Regions from separate parts of the Mus musculus genome. Here region 2 is linked to region 1. A link is a contact called in public promoter capture Hi-C data. All regions are on one chromosome and are shown on one strand. The core of a region is the stretch at or near the end of the contact, and the rest is flanking DNA. Distances in the headings are between cores, read along the strand shown.

The links. Capture Hi-C pulls out chosen DNA fragments and counts their contacts.
Region 2: a contact with region 1 is called in a promoter capture Hi-C map of adipose tissue. The contact joins two enhancer-like sites. A contact is called at or near these places in 6 of 39 promoter capture datasets (the 3T3-L1 cell line, 3T3-L1-derived adipocytes, hippocampal neurons and 2 more), 2 of 115 datasets of contacts at active chromatin or transcription factors (both in embryonic stem cells) and 3 of 9 other capture datasets (adipose tissue, liver and pancreatic islet).

What each region holds. Positions count from the first base shown.
Region 1 is chr8:122,395,487-122,401,480 of GRCm38.p6, forward strand. It overlaps Zc3h18 (zinc finger CCCH-type containing 18), which reads left to right. Exons shown (of 18, transcript NM_001029994.1): 4 at 2,332-2,480; 5 at 2,750-2,842; 6 at 3,519-3,676. Among named protein-coding and RNA genes, the nearest start is that of Gm39270, 21 kb to the left of the region's middle. Within about 2 kb of position 3,360, at least 4 of the 459 cell types and tissues checked have an H3K27ac peak or open chromatin away from gene starts, as enhancers often do. A contact at or near this core is called in adipose tissue, where this site is marked.
Region 2 is chr8:122,528,381-122,534,203 of GRCm38.p6, forward strand. All of the region lies in intron 1 of Piezo1 (piezo-type mechanosensitive ion channel component 1), which reads right to left. Among named protein-coding and RNA genes, the nearest start is that of Gm26497, 11 kb to the left of the region's middle. Within about 2 kb of position 3,836, at least 15 of the 459 cell types and tissues checked have an H3K27ac peak or open chromatin away from gene starts, as enhancers often do. A contact at or near this core is called in adipose tissue, where this site is marked.

The sequences.
Region 1 (5,994 bases), core at 2,110-4,609:
ACTGTGGCCAGCAGGTGATGGGCAGCCACCTCCTGCCATCTGTTTAGCTTCTTTGATTGCTGCCGAGACATCTGCCATAGTCATATGTCAGTATTACTGATACAGTTTTAGGTCTGTTGCTACTAATCACGTAGGTTCTTTTTTTTTTTTTTTTTCTTAAATTGCTTACAGACAAGAGCAGTAAAGATCAGGCCAAAGTGTATAACATAGTCAAGAAAAATGGGGTAGACATTTGGCGACTACATGTTTGACTGCCCCTAAGTTGGTAACTACCTCTGCACAAGGTTCTGGAGACATGGGAACAGGAGTCAGTATGTAGCCCAGGCATTCTCCTGAGTACTGGAATCAAAGCTCTGCTGTCATACCCACCCGGCTCTACTGTATGCTCTTTAGAGAATATATGCTTTATTCACATATATTCCTGATTTTACTTCGTTTTACCATAAAAATTTTATGTCAAATATCTACCCGTTGAATAAGAAATAAACCTCGGGAGTGCGTTCCTGCTACCCTCCCCAATGGTTTACATTCCTGAATGAAAGACACAGCCTTTACATTCTGATATGCTTTAAACAGTGCAACAGTTGGGCTACTTCCGAACCGCCACATGGTTAATCCACCTCCTGCCGATAATCCTGAGTTATTACTTACTAAATTCTATATTCTACTTTGGCTGCCCTGACTGGACCCTGCTCTCTCAACTCCTTAACATGCCAGCTGTGCCTCCCTGTCCTTCACTCTTGTCAGGCATTGTGTTTCTCCTCCTCTTCCTCCTCCTCCAGGTATGGTGAATCTCCTTTTCCCGCTTTTCTCTGTCCCAAGCCTGGGAATCCTAAAAGTCCTGCCTCTGTCCACCTGCCCAGCCGTGGACTGGTGTCATCTTTATTTACCATTCAGAGCCAACTGGGGGCAGGGTCCCTCAGTGTCTTACTTGTGGACCCTCGTGTAAGGAATTTTGGGGACCCAGATTATCATCATAATACAAGCAACATTAGGCCAAACCTACTACATTTCCCCATTTTTGTCCAATTTAAAAAAAAAAAACAACAACAACAAGTAAAGAGCACATTTAATATATTTTAAAAATCTTGAAGATCAGTCAAATATACAAGGCATACATTCTAATGCACTTCTAATTTAAAAGGCAGACTGTTAGGAAACCAGTTTAATCCATATATGTTACTATAAGCTTAATCCATACAAATGTCTACTTCTTTTGGATTATTATTATATATTCTTTGCCATTACACATCTAGAATGACTAACTTGTACTAGTCTTCCATTAATATCTGTTAATTCAGGCTGTATTTAACTATTGGATCATTGTAGTTTTTAAACGACCATGTTCTTTGCATAAAAAGGATTTAAAAACTTGACCACAGTGTTCATCCCAGAACTTTTTTCTTTTTTCTTTTTTTTAATTTTAGTGGCGTATGTATAGATGAGACAAAAGCACTGAAGAGTGGAGCAGCTCCTTCAGTAATCCCCAGCTCCACTGATTATTTGTGAGCAAAGTATCAAATTGTAGTTTGGTTGAGTTGATAAATTAAAATAGCTTAATATCATACATTTAAGGGCCAGAAATAATCCTGAAGTAGTTTGGAGAAGGCCACCCTGGGACAAACTCAACAGAGATCTGATAATATTCATGCCTCCTGTATATTTCTACCTCAGTATGAGTCAAAACACATGTCCAGCACCCACCAGAGCTCCCTGGAGGCGCCAGTGTTGCCTCTGCCCTTTAGCTCTAGAGACTATGGCTTCTCTGCTTTATTCCGTTGAGGTGCCCAGTGGTCCTGTGGTATCCAAATCTGAGGACATCCAAGTCCCCATTAAAAGATGGTGTAGCACATACCCTCCTGTAATGTAAACCCTCTCTAAGTGCTTTTATAATCCTGGACACAGCATGAAAAAGTCCTTTTTATACTATATTGTTACTATACTATATAGAGACACAAAATGTCTCTACATGTTCAGTGAAACACAAAGAATATTTTTGATCTGTGGTGAGGAGCTGGCCGAGTGACTGACCATGAACAGGCCCTTGGGGGTCCAGGCGGAGCTCCCAATAAGGGAATGGTATTTCATGGAAGTGCCTGGCCTGAACCATTGGCCCAGACCTGCCCTGCTCACCTCTGTAAGCCTGGGATACCTGTGTGCACAGAGAGGGAGATAGGCCAGGCTGTTGAGGCAGAGGTCCAGTGACCTATGTGGGCAGAACAGGTTGGATGGCTGCTTCCCAAGATGTCAGTAAGTGCTGCACACCCCAGCTACTGCCCTCCACAGTTGGGTTCTTTGGTGTCCTTTCTCACTGGACTTTTGTTTCCCTAGGAAACTGCACGTGGGGAATGAGCTGTAGGTTTATCCACCCTGGAGTGAATGACAAAGGCAACTACTCCCTCATCACCAAAGCGGAACCTTTTCCACCCAACGGTGCCCCGCCTCTTGGACCTCACCCACTGATGCCTGCCAACCCTTGGGTGCGTGAGCTCCTCTTTAGTTGCCACCAGATGGGATACCTGAGCTTTGTCTGAATCTTGCTGAAGACAAACTAGTGTCCTATGGAGAGTCAAGGAGCGCCTGTGGGGCTTGTTGTGCTTGTGTAGAAGTAGCCTCAAATGCTGGGGCACGTGGGCCCTGGGCAGGACAGCCAGCTGCGTGCAGCTAGCTGGCTTGATTGTTAAATGTCTTGTCCTATTTCTTAATAGGTTTTTAAGTACCTCAATATTTCCTTCTCATTTTTTAATAGGGTGGGCCAGTGGTTGATGAAATTTTGCCTCCACCCCCTCCAGAGCCCCCAACAGAGAGCGCCTGGGAACGTGGACTCCGACATGCAAAAGAGGTAAGAGCTCACTGTGTTCTGGGGGAAAAGCACAGGGTGTCCCCTCCAGGGGATGGGCGGGCCCAGCGAAACTGCCAGTGCCTTGACCCAGAGGGTGTGCGGGGACTCGGTGAGAACATTTCTGGGCTTCTTTAAGAAGAATGAGAAATAATATTTAGCCATCTCAGACCCAGTCTCAGGCAAATCTCAGTAGGCCAGAGAGACCCTCCGTGGATGTAGAGTTAACATTTTTAAGTGTTTCTGGCCGCTACCCTAAGCAGTGAGACAATCCCTACCTTTCTATGGGAGCTACTCCTTGCCCCCCACACCCACTGTCTGCTCTTGCTAGTTCTCTCAGGACCCCCTTTGCCTGCCCACTGTGGCCCCGAGTCTGTTGACACCCAGCCTTGTTTTGTCAGTGCCCAAGTTCTCTCTTCATGGAGATTGAAATGAAGGCCTTGCTTACACTGAAGTCTTCTGGGGCCCCCTATGCTGATCCCCAGTGCTCTCCTGTGTACATGAGTCACAGCAGACCAGTGCAGAGACCAACCATCCTCTGAGGCCCGCAGAAGCTGGCTGAGTCCTGTACTTGCCACACCCTTCTCTGCAGGGCTCGGGTTCCTTGTGTTCCTTCCAGTGGCCTTGGAACCCCTTATTTCAAACTTAATTTTGAATGGCTTTCTGTCTTTGGGGCTAGGTTTTAAAAAAAGCAACCATTCGGAAAGAGCAGGAGCCCGACTTTGAAGAAAAAAGGTTCACAGTAACCATTGGTGAAGACGACCGGGAGTTTGACAAGGAGAATGAAGTCTTCCGAGATTGGAATTCTCGAGTCCCGAGAGATGTCAGAGACACAACGTAAGGAGCCTCTGCTTGCCCTGCCCCATTCGTGCCCTGCCAGTTGCCAGTGCAAGTGCCCAGGGCACTGTCTCCCTCCGTACTCTGAATTTTGTGGAGGACCCTTTAGTTCCATGCTGGGAGGCTGCCTCTGAGGTACACTCCTGAAGTTCCTACAGGCTTGGCGCAGTCTGAACCTTTGTCTCCTTACCTCTTCCTCAGCTGCTTGGGGAACGAGGTTTTATGAAAAACATTTATGTTATATGTGTATGTATCCACAAAGGCTGAAGGAGGCCATTGGATCTAGAGCTGGGGTTCCTGGCTGTTTGAGCTGCCCAACACAGGAACGATAACTAAACTGTGATCTCTGGAATCGCATCAAACAGGGGCTCTTAGCACTGAGCCATCTCTTCCGTCCCTTTCTCAGACATTTAATGCTGGTCTTTTTTTTTTTTTTAAATCTCAATAGTGCTCGGAATGGTGGCACACACCTTTAATCCCAGCACTAGGAGGCAGAGGCAGGTGGATCTGAGTTTAAGGCCAGCCTAGTGTACAAAGAGCAATCCAGGACAGCCAGGGCTAAGAAAAGAAGCCCTATCTCAAAAAAAAAAAAAAAAAAAGAAGAAAAATCCCTCGGTAGAGAATTGCGTGTTGCAGTGGACTGTCAGACCCAGGGGAACGATGAGGCCTGGAAGGTGCTCCTCCTCTGCTTCTTCATCAGGGGCTCCTAACCTTACTGGGAAGATGATGGGTCTCATTTCTGCCTGCTGAGGGTGCACAGTGTGGGCTTAGGACATGGGGGGATGAGTGATAGTCCGTGTTGTAAATTGCCAGTTGAGTCACTGTCATAGTCTCGTAAGACTCTTCTCTGCAGTTCTCAGCTCTGTCGTTTCTGGCTACTGGATGGTAAGGGATGAAAAGAAGGAGTAAGTAGTTGTGCCTCAACATCACTGCCTAGCTACCTCCCACCTTCACCCCTAAACACACATGTCACCTGCCACCCTTCATGCCTTGGAGCTCCGCACTGACTGGGCAGGTGCGAGTCAGCTAAGAGGGTTAAAAAGTAACTGTGGTGTACAGCACAAGCTGTCCATTTTGTGGTTTGCGTTACCAGGTTCAGAAAGACTGAGAATTCCAAAAGTAAGCAGCTTATACGTTTTGGTGACTTTAACTACATTGTTATGGTTACTTTTTTAGTCCATTTCATATCTCCCCTTGTTTATAAAGTTTCTCACCAGCATGGTGGCATGATTTCCAGGTGTGAGTAGTGAGGTACTGGGGACACAAAAAGGTGCCACCCTAGCGTGTCTCCCTGGGCCTGCATCCTGCACTAAATGAAGCCCGTCTAATCATGCTTCATCGCGCTCTTGGCTCCTGTCAAACCTCAGAGGCTGCCTTCTTCCTTGAGTTTTCTTGGCTAGGCTCGTGTCTCTTTCTCATGTAGACCAAGGCTGTCAGTGTATCTGTCTAGCCTGGGAATATCCTCACTGGTTTTTCTAGGGATATACTAATGAGCAGTGCAGGGTGAACCCAATGCTGCTAAGCGTGCTCTGTCACTTCTCACTTAGTTGTTGCTTTGTGACCTTCAGGGTGAATATGTGTCCTTCCAAAGCACCGTCCCTCTGCTATCGCAAGTGGTTCTATGCCTCTGCCCTAGCTGTATGTGAGGAGCTAGGTTTCCGTGTTAGGCTTTTGTCCTGCCTTATTGAGGTGAGTGAGTGGTTGTGTGACTTGGCTCTGTCATGGGCTACTTAGGTGTAGTGTCACAGGATGGCAGATAGAGACCGTTTTTCTGTGTTTCCACCTCTCTGGGCTCCTCTTGCCAGTCTTGTCATCAGTATCTACATACACCAGCAGGTGAGGATGGGTCCTACTGTGTCCTGATGCGAGAGAATTCCTCCATGCTTCTCTCCAGCTTTGGCCTTAGTGCTGCTGCTGCTGCTACTGTTCTGTGTGTGTGTGTGTTACTGTGTGTGTGTGTGTGTTACTGTGTGTGTGTGTGTGTCCGTGCATATCATGTATGGTGTGGGGGTCCAAGGACAGCTTTGTGGAATTGTTGATGGTTTTCTAGGGCCAAACACAAAGCATCTACAGCTAGTGTTTCACTGTCCGAGCCATCCTGACAGTCCTTACAGGTCTTTTAAGAATATGTTTCTAACTCATTGAGAAAATGCCAATTCCTCTTTTGTTGAGTGTTTTCTCTAGAAATGGATACAGACGGTTTCTCTTTGTCTTCACCTGTTAAAAATCTTCTTCCCCCCAGATTGACTGATGTGTGCTGCTGTCCTATTGCTTGTGTTCTATCCTTGTGTTCTTAGCTGCAGACACCACTCGGTCAG
Region 2 (5,823 bases), core at 2,586-5,085, 130 kb after region 1:
GCAGGCATGGTGCCACTGGAGCAGTAGCTTACACCTGATCTGCAAGCATGAGGCAGAGAGCTGACTGGGAAGAGTCTTTTGAAACCTCAAAGCCCACCCCCAGTGACACACCCCACCTCCAACAAGGCCATGCCTCTTAATCCTTCCCAAAAACTTCCACCAACTGCAGACCAAGTATTAAAATACAGGAGCCTGGGGGCTGATGAGATGGCTCAGCAAGTAAGAGCACTGACTGCTCTCCCGAAGGTCCTGAGTTCAAATCCCAGCAACCACATGGTGGCTCACAACCACTCGTAATGAGATCTGACGCCCTCTTCTGGTGCTGTCTGAAAACAGCTACAGTGAACTTATTTATAATAATAAATAAATCTTTGGGCCGGAGTGTGTCATTCCTAAATTCAATTCCCAACAACCACATGAAGGCTCACAACCATCTGTACAGCTACAGTGTACTCATATACATAAAATAAATGAATAAATCTGTAAAAAAAAAATACAGGAGCCTGTGAGGGCCATTCTCTTTCAAATTACCACATTCAGTCTTACCTAGACAGTCCAGTCCTGGGGTACCCTCCCTGTGACAGTAGACTTTCAGGGATCCCTTGAGGAAGAGAGACAAGGTACAGGGTACACCTCTAGCCAACAAGCTCTGCCTGCTACAACCTGTATAAATGCATGCACGGTATTAGCAGCACATCCCACAGCAAGCTGCACTGAACCACAGCTGCTGGGAGGATGCAGAGACCACAGCTGGCTCTGATGAACTCCACCAGCAAACCTGTACCATTTTGTCCCAGGAAGGTAGTGGGCTCCACAGCTCTAGTACCTGGAAGCCCTCTGGCCACCACTCATTAGGGCCATAGCTTTTCTGGTAGATGTGGATACCTGGCCTAAACAGCTCCAGCCACCCCACATTCCCACTTGGCTTTGGCTGAGACTCTAGGCTATGCACGGACTCTGACCATTGCCCTGTGATTCACCATAGCACCTCTTGGCCCTTATGTAAGCTGTCCAGGGCCTGGTCATAGGCTATCCAGCTCTCCAGGGCCTCCTCGGCACCTTGGAAGAATGTTACCCAACTGCCTCTTGCTGCTAACACCGCAGGGAATAATCACTGTCTCAAGAAGCAGCCAGGTGGAGGGAGTTCCCTGACCCTTCTAAGCCTGAGCGTCCATCTTCCCCCAGCCACACCTTGGTAAATGACAGCACAGGACAGATGGGCAGATGACATAAATATAAAGAAAGGACAGAGAGTGGATGTAAAGATGATGGAGAAGCAAATATCATAAGAGAACAGATAGACGATGGATGGGTGGACAGAGAGATGGCTATAGACAGATGGGATGCCCCTGTCTCAAAGCAGCAGATGACCCCACTCTAGCTCCAGCACCCCAACAGGAGCAGTACCAGCCAATCAGAAGGAGACCTAGAGCCAAGTTCTGCTCTCAACATCTGTGGCCACAGGCAGGGTGGCAAAGTTCTGGGCTCCACATGTACAATGGAAGGCAAGTGACCAAGGAAAAAAATCAACAATGTCAATTCTAACCGCCACACTGGTAGCCATTCTTGGTCCCACCCCAACACATGGGTACGTAGATATCACTGCCGGACAGCCGGAGACCTGGGCCCAGCAAGCCTCAGTTTCCCCTTTTGTAAAAGACCTGACCAACTCTCAGAATACTTTGTAGTCTTAATTTTTTTCTTTTCTTTCTTTTTTTTTTTTTCAAGACAGGGTTTCTCTGTAGAGCCCTGGCTGTCCTAGAACTCACTCTGTACACCAGGCTAGCCTCGAACTCAGAAATCCCCCTGCCTCTGCCTCCCAAATGCTGGGATTAAAGGCGTGCCCCACCATTGGCATGGTCTTAATTTTCAAGACTTTAAAATATGGAGGAGAAAAGTGGGGACACGGTTCCTGCTACCATACCTTCCCCATCAGAACCGACTGAAGCCAGTGCTCTCTGCCTGGGTCCCACAGTCCTCTTGCCTTCCCAGAACCCTTCCAGGGAATTGCTTTAGCTTTACTGGGGGTCAGTGTCAAGGGTATTCCAGGCCTGTGGCTGCAGGGTGTGTGGGACTGAAACAGATGAAAGCAGCAGGATTCCTGGCCTGAGCAGGGTCCCAGCAGAGCCTGGCAGGAGAGCTGTGTTGCCCAACCCTCAACAGCCATCCCAAGACCAGGATACGGAGGCCACAGGAGCCCCAGACCTGCCGGGGAAGAGCCTGGTGAGTGGCCCAGTCCTCCACAGCTACTGAGAGACTCTCTCTGGCTTTGATCACCACCCCCTTGGGGATGCTGAGGTGCTAAGTGCTGAGAGGTTGTGGTTGCCATTCTATTTCCTGGGAGGACCCACCCCTCCCCTCAAATCTCAGAGCCTCACAGCATCACCAACTCTCAGCCTGGGAGCGGGTCCTGTATTCACAGGATGAACCTGGGACACCTAGGAGAGGGGAAGTACCACTGTCCCCACCCATAGAAGATGAACTGTGCCAGGAGGGACAGAGCTATCTAGAAATGTACCACTAAGCCAGCTTCAACACCAGGGACCTTGCCCCACCATGCAGAAGTCGGGAGTAGAGTGAAGAAGACTGAAACTCAGCTCCCACTGGCTTCTCTCTTGGGACCTACTAGCCACGAAACAGAACCCAACTCACTCCATGCTCCCATCTAATGGATGGGAGCATGCTCACATTTCTTTCTGTAGCTTTCCCCAGGCTCAGGCCATGGCCTGGAGACTCTTCCTCAGCAACTCCCCCCCCCCCCCCCATCAGCTTACAATAGGCATTGATTCTCTAAGTCCGTGATCTCAGAGGCTCACAGGAGGGACCCAAAAACCCTAATTCTGTGCCCAGTGATGTGTCCTGGGGCTGGGGCACAAGGAGGTCAGTCATCTTCAGTGATCCAAACCTTCCTCCCACTCGATACCCCGTCTGGCCCTTGAACACTGCCAGAGTATCCCCACAGAGCCTTACTGGCTCCGGGAGAAGCGGCGAGCTCCCCTGGCCAGCAAGAGGAGCCGATTAAGAAGCCACTTAGGAGCAAAGTGAGGGCTGTTCCCTGCATAGGCAGGCAGGGTGGGGACAGGGACAGTGCTGGCCAAGGGCTATATGTTCAGTTCCTGGAAAAAGCAGTGAGAGAAATGACGGGCGGGTCATCCTCCTACCGCCACATCCTGTTTTTATGGAAAACTAATCTAATTCCTGATTGTGAAGCCAGCAGCAGACATCCCCTGGGGGATCCCGGGGGGCCTCAGTGTCAGCCCCATAGGGTCAGGCCCCTTTGCCCAGTGTCCAGAGTGGCTACCCTCCCTGCCACCCCACCCTGGAAGGTGGTGGAGTTCCATCTTAACCACACTCTCCCCTCCCAGGAGAAGCTGCATCGACGGGCTTCCCTACCAGTGAAAGGCAGGCTTATTTTTATCCTCAGCCCAAGCTTGGACCAGACTATGTCCCACATGGCCTCAGTGGGTCTAGGGATGGGGACAGCTATCACCTGGAGATGCCACTCAGCACAGACAAGTCAGAGGTACTAGGTCATGGTATATTCCTGGGGCCTAGGCTGTGTTGGCAGCCTCGTGGCTGAGTCCTAGCCCAGTTCCCGAATGACCTCCGGGCCTCAGTTTCCTCATCTGTAAAGTGTGTCGGCAATTCCATGTGCCTTAAAGGCTACCAAACTAGAATCACTGTATGTATGCACTGTGACATGCTGTCAGCTTGTCCTTGGCTCTCCCAGCTTCCATCCTCACCTCCTAGAGACTGCTCGCTGAGCGTGCGTGTGAGGCTGCTGAGTCTCCAAGCAGCCGTGGAAGCACCAGGCTATGGAATTCTGAGACTGACTCTTGACTCCCATGGCCTTTGACCACAAAGAGCCTTTCTTGGCTTCCTGTGGGCCTCGAAGGGTCAAGGCTGAGCTCAGCCTCTTCGCAGGAAGGAAAAGGCCTAAAGACGACAACAGAACCAGCCCTTTCCCTGGGCCAGGCTTCAGGGGCAACACAGGAAGAACAGGTGGGCTTTTTTAGGGGCTCCATGGCAAGAAACCTGTGCAGCTGGTGGGGCTAGGGCAGGCCTCAATTACCTTACTCCTTAAAAAGACAGAAAGGGAGTGACTGGCTGTCTTAGTTAGGGTTTTACTGCTGTGAACAGACACCATGACCAAGGCAAGTCTTAAAAAAAAAGGACAACATATAATTGGGGCTAGCTTACAGGTTTAGAAGTTCAATCCATCATCATCAAGGCGGGAACATGGCAGCATCTAGGCAGGCATGATGCAGGAGGAGCTGAGAGTTCTACATCTTCATCTGAAGGTGACTAGTGGAAGGCTGATTCCCAGGAAGCTAGAGTGAGGGTCTTAAGCCCACACCCACAGTGACACACCCACTCCAACAAGGCCACACCTCCAAATAGTGCCGCTTCCCAGGCCGAGCTTATTCAAACCTTGACGCTGGCTAACACTGCTTCTGCTGAAGCCCATGTGGGCAGAGGCTGAGGGACAGATCACTGGGGGTTCTGGGTCCTATTCACCATTGCCAGAAGCAGACATACACTGGGAATGGGTTCTAACGCTTTGTCTTAATTCAGCTCCCAAAGGCCGAATTTCCAGACGCTGAAGGTCCCTGCCCACATCTGGCTTTGATCGGTAATAAAGGATTGCCATACAGTCAATGGCTGGGCACTTCTAAACCTCCCCACAGCTAGCACACACACCTTTCTGGTATTCCTGAATTAATACCTTTTAAAATCTATATTTCATCTCTGACATACAGAGTCTTCTAAGACCAATGGCAGCATCAATTCACAGTCAGGCCTCAGCAAAGGAAGTCTGACACCTTCAGCATCCTTCCTGCTGGGTCAGAGATAACACTACAGCGATGCTTGAGTATCTAGTCATCACTTTCCCTTTCAAAGAAATATGCATGGTTTGGTCTTCACCTGCCAAGCCCCGAGGGAACCAATGGTGCAGACACCACGAGACATCCAGCATTCAGCTCACATTATGCATCTCGGGGCCTGAAGCAATGGCCGGTCATACCCACCCACCCTGCAGCTGGCCACATCCCATGGACAGGAGACCTTACTCAGCTTCCCCAGGCCTATGACCTGCACAGCAGGGCCAAGGACAGCAGTTGCCACATGAAGCCACCATGACAGTGTAGTACATAGGGAGTTCAGAGCAGGACTTGCCCATAGACATTCAGCCAGAGGGCCTCAAAGTGGATAAAGTCATAGAGGGCGCCCCGGCCGTGCTCCTTCGGTCAGTGAATTCTGGCTCCATTCCCTGAGCTGTGTTCCTGGAGCAAGGACATCATCAGACTTGGTAGAAAATACCCTTAGCCACTGAGGCATCTCACTGGTTCAAGCCCATTTTTAAAGATGAAGGGTTCAAAGTATAGCCAAGCAGTCTAACTTCACCCAGCAACAGATATCTAATCACTCCCGTGTCTTAGTCAGGGTTTCTATTCCTGCACAAACATCATGACCAAGAAGCAGTTGGGGAGGAAAGGGTTTATTCAGCTTACACTTCCACATTGCTGTTCATCACCAAAGGAAGTCAGGACTGGAACTCAAGCAGGTCAGGAAGCAGGAGCTGATGCAGAAGCCATGGAGGGATGTTACTTACTGGCGTGCTTCCCCTGGCTTGCTCAGCCTGCTCTCTTATAGAACCAAGACTACCAGCCCAGAGATGGCACCCACCCACAAGGGGCCTTTCCCCCTTGATCACTAATTGAGAAAATGCCTTACAGTTGGATCTCATGGAGGCATTTCCTCAACTGAAGCTCCTTTCTCTGTGATAACTCCAGCTGTGTCAAGTTGACACAAAAAACCAGC